Linked DNA regions of Rattus norvegicus: region 2 is linked to region 1. The links are chromatin contacts, called in public Hi-C maps. All regions are on one chromosome and are shown on one strand. The core of a region is the stretch at or near the end of the contact, and the rest is flanking DNA. Distances in the headings are between cores, read along the strand shown.

Region 1 (5,899 bases), core at 1,421-3,920:
AAAGTTGGGAACAAGATGTAGCAAAACTGAAATTCTGAGCTTAAAACTTCAAAGTCGTTTCTATGAGGAATAGGTACAGAGAGTGCCAGGCTCCTACAGGAACTGAGACAAGCCGCTGCCTGAGTAGACTGCTATTACAGATGGTCACCTATACTGTTTCTCAGTTCTGTGAGTGGGTGGGGAAAATGTTGCTGTCCATCCATTCTACAGTTTGGTCATCAGCACCTTGCCAAAACAGCCAAGAATGAGCATGCGGATCAGGAAAACCCATCAGATTATTAGGTAGTATTTCTTCTGGTCCAAGTGCTATTTTAGATGCATTAGGTACATTGTCTCAAATTTATTCAGTTTTTAACTTCCATATTTTCATCCAGATTCAAAATTAGCTACATTGAGTCACCCACAGGCATATGAATAGGTACTCACACACACATTGCTATTCTATAGGTGACAAAGAACTGAGCCACATTTCGAGTCACGTTGCTAAGACATCTTAAGTGATGAGCATACTGTTGCCCCACAATTTAGCAGAAGCATAAACTTGATCCTTCGAATTGTGAGACTCTAGCAATGACAAGTGCAACCACATGCCCTGTGTCTACCACATGCCAGCTATGGTTCCAAAGATGGTCTCACGTTTCTTGCACACACCTGTCCCATCTGCCTTCCTGACATTCCTATTTCCCTGGGTTTCCACATCCTACCTGCATGTTTTTCCATTTAATGATTTAGTGTGGGTACTTATTTGTTCTCTTGTGGACAAATATTCAGTATCCAGAAAGCCCATGTGATCCTTTCTAGCAACTATTTTTGACATTCTGTTGAACACTTTCTATTTTCTGCCCAGACACCATGGAGATAAAGGGTCTTCATTTACCGCTCTTCATTCTTTGCACATTTAAACTTCTGTCTTTATTCTTACCTGTCATTTCCCTCCCTTTGATTGTATCTTTAAGGAGAGGACAAGATGTTCTCCTAAGGGGGAATCTAATTATCTTGCCTTTGCCCCTGGACATGCATGCTTCAGTTAGTTCAGCACTGAGGTCCGTGGCGTGTTCATGCTCCACACTATTTTTGTTTTCTGCTCTCTTCTCTCTGTTCTACCTCATATTCCCTGGCTGGCAAATAAAAACACTCCCCTAGTTTGGAATGTTGGCTGGCAAATAAATCTGAGCTGCCTTCCTTTGGAACGTTATCCGAATTCCGTTAATGTTTTAACTGTCATCTTAAATTGTATATGCTTTGTCCTAGTATTTTCCAGCATTTCAGAAATCCTCTAACTCTATGCTGTTGGAGCTGCCAAACTGGCAGTAAAGAGAAGCAAAGACTCTACCCAATGAGTCTAGAATGAAATGAAGGTGATGACACTGTATAGAATAAACAGAAATTACTATAGGACATTTGATATCATTGCAAGTTAAGAAATATAAGAGGTACAAAGGATATGGAGAAGTGGATGGGAAAATGCAGTTTTAGTAGGGAAGAAGGAAAGTGAGTCACTGGAAAGTAACTTTGGTGGATGAAAAGAGAGGGCAAGTCTCAGCCTGCATACCTTCATGGACAGAACTAATAGAGAGGCTCTGAACATGGAGAACATGCTCCTTGTTATTGAGAAACTCACAGGAACACCAACCGGTCCAGACATAGTAGGTGCAGAGCTGTAGTAGAGAAGACTGACCCAGTGAGGTCACATGCCTGCTTCCTCTCTGTCCACCCATCTTACCTCCTTTGAGAACTCATTTGATAATATCTAGGTTGTTTACCTACTTATGTAACATGCACAACATATCTTGTACAATGGTATTTAGTGCTGTCCATTGCTTTATTGTTCACAGATATACTTCTGTTTGTAAGTGTTATGAAAAAAGATTTGATCAATGCTTATTCGATAAAATTAAATATGATACTATAATAAATGATTTCTTCTAAAACACTTAAATTTTTTCATTCAGTTACATATTCACTAGAAATAAGTGGTATTTAGTTACTTTGTAGTAAAGTCTTATTCATATACTCCTCTTTATGTAGAATGATATTTTGATACTAGGTTCTTTCTTAAAGAATATGAATTCCATTTGTTTTTTTACCTCTTTTAAATGTATGAGTTCTGTTCTGACTTTTCAAGTTTAAAGGGAAATCAGCCTCAGCCTTGAATAACCTCAAGGTTATAATAAAAAAAAAAAACCAACAACGAAAATGAAATCCTGTGTTCCATAGCCAAACAGATTTGTGTGATCTTCTAGGGAATTGCAAGGATTGCTTTATTTCAACATGAACCTCCTAAGGAACAGTGGCCTGTTGAAAGATATGCTACTAAATTTTGTCCTTGGGCTTCCATGAATGCATATTCTGATGTACTGCTAGGGAACACCACAGAACTGGAGATGTTCTTGGCTTTCAGAAATAGAAAGCTCCCCGCTCCAACTGTGCTCATTAAAGGTCTCAGTAACACACACTGCAGAAAATAAAGTGTGGGTTTAAATGACCAGACCAACCTCTGACTGTGGTTATTGCCTTTTTAAAGACAAGAGATGGTTAATGTGAACTGGCATTATTCCGAAGCCCTTTCCCTCCCACAGGCAGCTGCAGATGGGTCACATGGCTTTCCTGTGAGAGGAGATACTCGAGGGCAAACAGCGCATCAAGGTCTCTGCTCCGTTCTGAAATCAAATGTGTAACATAGGTGACAGCTGCAGTGATACATTTTGGAGGAGTTTGACTACCTTCAATTGGGCTGAATGGAACGATGATAGAGTGTGAAAAAAATGCTGATGCACATCTGAGCTCTTAACTGTGCCTTAGGTTAGAGAAGACCTTGACAGACCATCTAACACAGTATTTTTATCTGTAAGGTGGGAATAATTAGCAGGCCTACCTAGAGGATAAGAGCCTCCACCCAAAGCACACAATAGGCATTGGGTATATAAGAATTGCTTCTAATTTCACCAGCTTCCCCCTCCACATCATTGTCATCATCGTCATCATCATCATTGTCATCCTCATCATCATCATCACTTTCATAGTTATCATCATCATCGTCATCATCATTGTCATCCTCATCATCATTGTCATCCTATCATCATCACCATCACCACAACCATCATCCCTATCATCATCACTATCACAATCACCACCATCCCTGTCACCTTCCTCTTCATCTTCACCACAGTCATCATTCACCTAATCACTGAAGTCCTTCCAAAGTAAGTATACTTTTTTCACATTTATAAAAGTTTCACTTTTCTAGGGTCCTGTGGGATCAATGGGGGATCTGAAAATGGTTTCCTGAGTTGGTTAAGCCATCCTATTTGCAGCAGCCTGCAGTCCCCAGCAAAGCCCCCTAAGTTCTCCTGTCTGCAAATGGAGCACAAAGGATTTTACATTTGGCAGAGCTCTCTTCTGTGACTTGAAAGTGTACCTCTGTGGGCACGCACAGCAGAAGCTCATCCGAAATACCAGGAACTTTGAAATGTGAAGTCTGACTTTTAAATCAAGTACATTTCTGTGGAGTGTTTTCTTTCCAACTTTCTAATTTTATTGCATCATGAATGCTCCAGCTGGAAGCACTAGTTAACAGTTGGTTTAAAGTGTTTAAACTTAATTTTTAATGCATTTTAAGATTTTTTTTTGGTGTGTGTGTGTGTGAGGGGGGAGGGAGGGAGGGAAGAATGGAGAGAGGGAGAGAGAGAAAAAGAGAGAGGGAGAGAGAGAGAGAGAGAGAGAGAGAGAGAGAGAGAGAGAACTGGATCTCAAGGTTCACTAATAAGAAAAAAACAATGTTGCTGACTGCATTATTAATTATCAACGTTTTACTGAATCCTCCTCTCAGTGAGCTCTTACTTGTATAATTTAAAACCTGATCCTTGTTTAGTTGAAACTAGCCAGTCATTCACACTACAGAGCAGTGTGTTTTTTTTCAGCCTATGGGGAACAATGAGCATCATTAATTGAACTAATACCCATAGACCAGTTTGTCACAGTTTCGTGACTTAGAATATAGCAAACTCACCAGGATGAAAATTCCATACAGTTTCTTAGTGAGGAGTCAGGCAAATGTCTTGAATACACCAGGCTATGACAATTCTCTGAAGAGGCAACAAATGCTATAGAAAGTTCTAGTTTTCTCATAAGCAAACATTCTGTAGCGAGCAAGACTCCAATAATATAACTGCCATTACACTCTTCAGTTTCACAAACTGGTACTTCAAAAATTCCTTTGAATATGCAAACCTATATCTACTCTTGCTCCAATGGATTATGTCTGCTTTCTGGAGTAAGACATGTGCTTGCAGGAGGTGTCATTGGATCCTGAGCAGACACACGTCTTGAGCACAATGTCATCGGCAGACACATATTCCTTAACATACATTTTGTTTTTAGTTTTGGATAAGTTTTATAAATGTTATAAAATGTTTTCATCACTTTTCCTCAAGCCTAGTATGATCTAAATAATTATATACACTTGGAATTTGTAAGCATAACATAATACTTAATATAACTCAATGTTGGTACAAGGCCCAGGGATATAGCTCAATGGTACAGAGTATGCATTCAGTGCATTAGGTTCAGAGTTCAAGTGATTATACAATACATGATGTTCTGTAAAGCATATCCTAATTCATATTGCAAGTTCTTTAAGAGTGATAAATATTTATTTAATATGATCTCTCTGACATCTGTCATAGCAGAGGCTTTGGTAAAATATAAGGCTCCCATTTTGAGATTCCATGAGTTTTTTCCTGTTCATTGCCAACTCTACATTAATACAGAATTTGAGTTAAATACAAGAGACAAAGATATATTTCCAGCATGTTTCTGTTCTCTTTTCATACTCTGTTGCCACAAAGCTATTTTCCCCTCAACCACTAGAGAAGCCAGCAGGTTGTGGAGACAGTTGGCCAGTGCTCAGGGTCAAAGCCTGGGCATTTAGTTTGAGAACAGCTAAGGAAAAGGGCTACCCTGGGCTGCATGTGGAGAGAGAAAAATCTGACCATATTGGGCTGCAGACCTTTAAATTGATATTTTAAATTAATAATTCTTCAAAAGATAGTGCTCTAGAAATATTGACCCCTATTTTCATCTTGAATTAACATATACAACTTGTAACATAAAGGCTGGATTTTCTGTACAGAAAAGTGTTACATGACAAGTCAGTTTAAACCCATTGGAGAAAGGAAAGGTGACATCTCTAATGTCTTCCTCTAAGATTTCAATAATTGGATTTCTTTTCTGAGTTGACTATTTTGTTATTGTTCACATTGAGATAAGATTAATATTTTTCCATTATTTTGTCTCTTTTAATTTTCAAATGTATCAACAAGTGCCCATTCTGGTAACAGGCACATTTCTCTAAGGGAACTGAATTACAAAATGTAGCATGTAATTTAGTCAACGTCAAATACAATTTCAGTGGCAGGGGAGAGATATTAGGAAAACTGAAATGATATTTGTGCTCTAGTAAAATATTACCAGTGTATATATTAATTTTATTTTCACCTATGGTTATTAGCTGACATCATAGCATTTTCTGTAACCCTTTAAAAATTCATATAACAAAGGTCCTAGACTTACTGTAATCCAACACTTTTGAAACTATTTTCTACATTAATAAGTTTCATCTTCCTCTTTCTCTGCACTTTTCTAAGAAACAAGCATGCAGTGTTTGAACAGTTGGTAAACTGATTGCTTGATTGCTCTGTGTCCGTCATACATGATATCATAGAATTGCTAGAAATTCTAGTGCAGATAATCAAGACTATACTCAGCTGTTTTTGTTCTTTTTGTGATAATGTGTTGATTAGTGACTGGTAAGGCCTGTGTTGAAAAGTCAGTGTTGTTAGGCCAATTTTTGGACACATAATAGTATGAGATTTTCATTGTTTGATCCACAAAATAATGA
Region 2 (5,918 bases), core at 2,209-4,708, 140 kb before region 1:
TTTTCATTTTTTTCTTCTCAGATAAGAATAACACTTAAATATTACATGATGACTACTACTCTTTCCCTGAATACTGGAATAACTATATTTGATACATGCAAACTTTTTAAAGCTGGTTTCTTAAGTTCAAGTTTTTTAAAATGTGCTGGGAATTGAACCTAGCTTGGTATGCATGCTAAGGAAGCATGCTTTATCATTGATTAATATAACCAGCACACACATGTGAAGTGTATATAAAACTTCTTTATTATATTGTATTTATTAATTTTATTATGTTCCAGGCATTGTTAAAACATCTGTATATTTAAATTCTTAATAGCTTAGGTTCATGGCAGTGTGAATAACCAAGTGAGTTTTATGAGTCTATTTCATATCTTTACTCATAATTAGGTGACTGGATATCAAGCTATATATTTCACAGGATTCTAAGAGCTAGTATATATACATTTTCAGTTGTTGGACTTAACAACTCCAAAATAACCAAAATGATTTTTAGAAATAAATATCTGGTTAGATTTTAAGGGAGTGAGGAAGAAAGGACTTTCCAGCTAGCAAGAACCTTGAGTGTCACCCTCTGGCTTTATTCTATTATTGGGTGAGTATAGATTAATGTACTTGTCTCCACTATACCAATATATAATGCATGAACACAATTACTAGGGTAATTTAGAAACAGGATACCTTTAATCTTCTGCTCGAATCAATCAATTACAATACATAGATTATGGACTGTTCTATGATTTTATGTAGACTCATGAATAGAACTGGTCTTAGTTAAATGTGGCTGGGGAAATGTGAAACCTATAATCTTACTTATAAGTTACACAGGATATGGAAATTTATCATGTATTTCATTAACCAATCCTAACAGACCGTTCTGAGAGTTTCAGCTAAAGAGGAAATACTCTAGAGAATAGAATTCCATGTTTCCTCTTGAAGAATGTGGAGTTATAGGGTTTCTAAACTGAATAGCCTGTGAAAGTCAGTCTCACAGTCATAAACAGAAACACTGCACAGCAAACTTCTGCATGTCAAGTTTTCTTATCCTGTGGTAGGGAGACATTGTTTTCAAAATACAATGGGGATGGTTACTACCTTGGAGTGGTTTTCATTTTCTGAGCTTGCAAGTCATTTAAAATGTATTAGCTAGACATGCTGCTTTGTATTACTGCATCATGAAACCTTATAGGCCATGAAACTTTATATGGAAAACTTACAATCCACACCATTTGTATTCCTTTATTCTCTGGAATCCTTGATTGGGGGGTATGTTTAAACTAAACTTATCAGCTTTAGTTTAAAAGCTAAGTAAAAATGGAAGGTATTTAAGAAATCTTTCAAAAATAGCAATTTGTATTTTTCTAGGCATTTGGTGACGAAGATTGGGGTATATGTCTTAACAGCCATTGACAGAGTTTGCAGTCCCACTGTCATTGTTGGGTATCCTACACTCACTAAGGCAGTATAAAATCAGCACCACGGATAGCTCCATATTTTAGCCTCTGGAACAGGAATTATTCTTGCAAGTCCAACAGCAGATGCAGAACAGGGTCACAAAATAATCTACCTACAAAGAAAAAGAAAAGGAAAAGAAAAGAAAGGAAAAAAGAAAAGAAAAGAAAAGAAACCAGGTATCTGCAAAGTGTGTGTCCTCAATATTGCAAGGAACATAACTGCACAGATTCAAGAAAAAAATCAAGCTAATAACTAGAAAATTGAACTTTACCAGGCACTGTCTTCCCTTTGATTTGTTTTTCAATACTTTCAATAAAATGAGTTAGAATTTCTTCAATTCTTGTTTTTATTTGGATTTTGGGGGCTTGCGTTTTATAGAATATAAGAAGTGTCATGTTAATCTCTTCTTTACCACAATACAGGTGGTTCACCCTCCTAAACTCACATTGCCTCTCCTGTCACTTAGCTCCACTCTCATTATTTATTTCACTTCAGATTTGAGGTGTAAGTGAAGAGATATCAGTCTGACTGATCTAGATAAAGTAGGACAATGGGCTGCAACCTGACTTATCAGCGACTTCTTTACCATGCAGCTACACGTCCTGATGGAAGTCTATGGTCCTTTATTGGCAGCCAGAAACAAGCGGTTTGTCTATGTTCTCTTTTGTAGCTTGAAACGATGATGATAAACACTTACAAACGGGCGCGTAGAAAGAGCTATTAAAGATGACCGCATAAATGAAGGGAAAGAAGCAGGAGGGGAGGAGATGAAACCTGGAAAATCAACTTTGAAAAGATGTTTTCCTAGCACAGCTTGCCTTAAGTATCCAGGAGCATGTGAACCAAATAAAGTACATGTAAATCAGGAGATTCCCACATTGGAAGCCTCCGAGAAGCAAGAACGAAGAGGTCTCAGTGTTGATCTTCTGGTCTCTTCTTGTCTTATGCAAGCACTTCCTTAGAAAAGGTGAGAAAACAAGAAATTGGCTAGTGTATTTAGAAGGTTATTAACAAGGGAGGTCACTTGAAGGCTGGGAACTCTTAGCCCCACCCACCTTTTGTTCCTCCTCCCTGGCGCTCAGCCTCACCCACTTCAAACTCTGGGCTTGTTTTGTACCATTTGCTTACACAATCTTTGGCAATCTCTAGCACAAGAGAGACCCAGACACCCTCAACATTGCAACTCCTCTGGGACTCCCTTGGGGAAACCCGGCATGCTCAGCGGTGCTCTGGATAGCCCGAGCTTTACTCAGGGCCCACCCCTGAGGGGCTCAGAGTCTGTAAGCTGAACCCCGAAATTGTACCTGCACTCTTAGGTGGCACATCTTAGATCTTCAGCATCCTGAGCGCCAGCAAAGCCGAGGCTGGCTTCCCACCTGTCTTTTCTTTGCAGCTGAGGGTGTGTTAGCTACCACGGTGTGAAGCGCTTAACGATGGAGCCCAGTGGCTAGTGGCTGTGGAGATCACCTTCCCAGAGTAGCTGTTTTATCACTGAGTTTTGGAGATTTCTTGGCTGCCTTCCGCTAAGGCACGCTTGAGTAACCCGAGCTGTGGTGGCGCCCAAGCTCCCAGGATAAAGGCTGTGTGTGTGTGTGTGTGTGTGTGTGTGTGTGTGTGTGTGTGTGTGTGTGTGTGTGTGTGTAGGGGGAGAGGGCGGGGACAGAAACGTCAACCCCCCACCCTGCCTCCTTTTCTTTTTCCCCTTCCTGCAAAAGGCGCACAAGTCTTCCACCCAACCGCACCCCCGCCCACCAGCAATCCTTTGGGCTCTGGGCAACAGCCAGGTTAAGCCCATTTGCACTGAGAAATTGGCGCTGTTTGGGAGAAGAGGAAACAGATCGATTGCCCTTGTGACTCCCCGCCCCGCCACCCCGGCCCAGCCCGCCCCCCGCGTTCCTCGGCCCTCCCCCGCCGCCTCCCGCACCCCGCCTCCTCCCCTCCCCGCCCCCAAGCCTCTCACTCGACGCAGGCCGGTGCGAGGCCCCCTCCGGAAGGTGAGCGGGATGGATTGGACTTCGGCGGGGAACGCGGGTGTCTCGAAGTGGTGCTAATGGAAAGAGATTTCTGCTCCCCAAAGAAGATGCGCTGCCACAAAGAGCGGCTTGCGCGCCGGCCTGGGCTCTAGCCCGGGAGACATCCCGGGAGAACTCCGAGCTCGGAGCGCTCGGCGAAGACCCGGGCAACATGCCTGTTCGCAGGGGGCATGTGGCACCGCAAAACACCTTCCTGGGGACCATCATACGGAAATTTGAAGGGCAGAGTAAGTTCGTTTGTTCTCTCCTGTCGCTCGCTTTCGGCTTTGGTAGACCACTTGGCGTCCGTCGCTTCCAAGCTAGAGGGATGGACAACTCCAGGCTGTCAAGTTAGAGACTGGAAAAGCCAGGCAGGCAGTTCGGGTGGCGGCGGGAGGGAGTGTTCTCTCTCTAATATTAATTTGGATTTACATTTTATATTATGGACTCCATTGTACAAGGCAATTTGATCCTCCTCTCCCACTGCTCCATTATCTGCCTTGGTACTTCATGCCCTACTAGTCTACTACCTTAAAGGGAACGTGCTGGTATAACATGGGCTTGTATTATAAGGCTCCTTTTCTGTGGCAGACTTTTTAAAGTCAGGAGCAGAACCGACGACTATAGGCTCCAAACAAGAGCATGTAAATGGTAGTATCGATGCAAATGGCTATGCAAACCGTGTTTTCTCGTGGTGTAAACTGCTGGGCTGTGGGATGTCAAGGATGCTTGCTTGACATTAGTTGACTCTTAAAACTGAACTTTGTACGGAAACAGAAAATAGACGCCAAAGAATAATTCGGTGAGCAGTGAACTGGTTTGAGTGCAAGCAGCTCACTACTGAAAAAACATATTTGTGTCTCTTTGTCGCTCCCCTAAATATAAGGTGTAGAAATGTAAAAAGCAAAGGGCAGTCCATGAATCCCACAGAGACTGAATGTAGAGAAATCTTATGTACTCATGTAAGCAAAACACCGGGAATTATTTTCTATAAATATAATAATTTAAAATCCTGTAGTTGTCTATTTATATTCTGCACTAACTCTACCTCAGCATGCATTCATGTTGCCTGCTTTATACATTTTTCCAGTACTGCATTTAGTGATGGGAAGATCTGGTACCTGTCTGTGTACAACATGAACTTCTCTATTCTGCTCCACATTCTTTCTGGAAATAGCAAATATAACTTGTTATCACACCTAATGTGATTTGTATTTAAATATCTACTATTATACAATATTATAGTTTGTTCCAAACAGAAAGTTTAAAAACTGTGTTATATTGTGTAATTGGATTTTTTTAATCTTGGAAATTGAGCGTCATGAAAGTGTGAATATTTTACATTATTTATTGTTGCTAAATGTGGAGTGGTTTCATTGCTAAAGATAATTGTCTTAAAAAGATAAAAGCATGTATTAAAAAATACAACATACGCCTTCTTTACAGAAGTCAAGAAAAACCAAATCCAAGAATAAGTACTTTGAGAAAGTTGCATTCTAAGGTCCAGTCAATGTTGAAGTGAGAAGCCTGGCAGTTACAGGACTTTTTAATTTTCTGGCTTAAGAAATTTTTATCATTCAATTAAATGCAATTCTGGAATTACCCATTGCCAAGTTGCTTGTCTGTCTGTCCACCAGGAACTCCTGGGACTCAAAGAGCTTGAGAACTAAACAAATTGGAAATTTCTGTTCTTGCAATTGAAGAGTAATTTTCTTAATTTCTTGTATTAAATCATGTATTGCCACAGATCTCACATGTGACATTTGTAGAGGTGTGTGTGTGTGTGTGTGTGTGTGTGTGTGTGTGTGTGTGTTTGTGATTTTTGTAATTCTCTTGGAAAGGTCTAAGTGATTTGGGGGAAGCCACTGCATTTCAGACCCTCATTATGCAACAAATTGCTTTACTGTTTGCGAGAACCTTTTGGAAGATTTTAAAAAGATGTCTTACCATCTTCTTGTTGCAGATAAAAAATTTATCATTGCAAATGCCAGAGTACAGAACTGTGCCATCATCTACTGCAATGATGGCTTCTGTGAGATGACAGGTTTCTCCAGGCCAGATGTCATGCAGAAGCCATGCACCTGCGACTTTCTCCATGGGCCTGAGACCAAGAGGCATGATATTGCCCAGATTGCCCAGGCGCTGTTGGGGTCAGAGGAGAGGAAAGTGGAGGTCACCTACTATCACAAGAATGGTAATGTGAATCCAGCTAGGATTCCTTCTATTTGATTCCCTTGGAGTGAAATTTCAATTACCGAAAGTTCATATGCAGACAAAGTCTCATAGAATTAATAGTGGACAGATTTTTTTTTAAATATAAAGTCTTAGTATCCAAGAAGTATGCATGTTCTTATTTGACCAGTAGGAAAAATTTCTTCTTTGTGTAAGCATACCTTGTTTGAACTTTGTAGAGGTGCAGTAACTTAATGTCACCAAGGACAAAAATGCTAT

What was found. A called contact is a pair of places that touch in the nucleus more often than the background predicts.
Region 2: a contact with region 1 is called in a Hi-C map of frontal cortex, with 1.7 times the contacts expected there. The contact joins the promoter of Kcnh7 here to the enhancer-like site in region 1.

What each region holds. Positions count from the first base shown.
Region 1 is chr3:68,090,017-68,095,915 of GRCr8, reverse strand. The region is part of intron 2 of Kcnh7 (potassium voltage-gated channel subfamily H member 7); the gene reads left to right. Among named protein-coding and RNA genes, the nearest start is that of Kcnh7, 140 kb to the left of the region's middle. Within about 2 kb of position 2,670, at least 2 of the 93 cell types and tissues checked have an H3K27ac peak or open chromatin away from gene starts, as enhancers often do.
Region 2 is chr3:68,228,211-68,234,128 of GRCr8, reverse strand. It overlaps Kcnh7 (potassium voltage-gated channel subfamily H member 7), which reads left to right and starts at 3,458. Exons shown (of 16, transcript NM_131912.1): 1 at 3,458-3,715; 2 at 5,431-5,661. The coding sequence starts at 3,640. LOC108350383 (a long non-coding RNA gene) reads right to left here and starts at 3,173. Exons shown (of 2, transcript XR_001837123.3): 1 at 2,760-3,173; 2 at 1-2,412.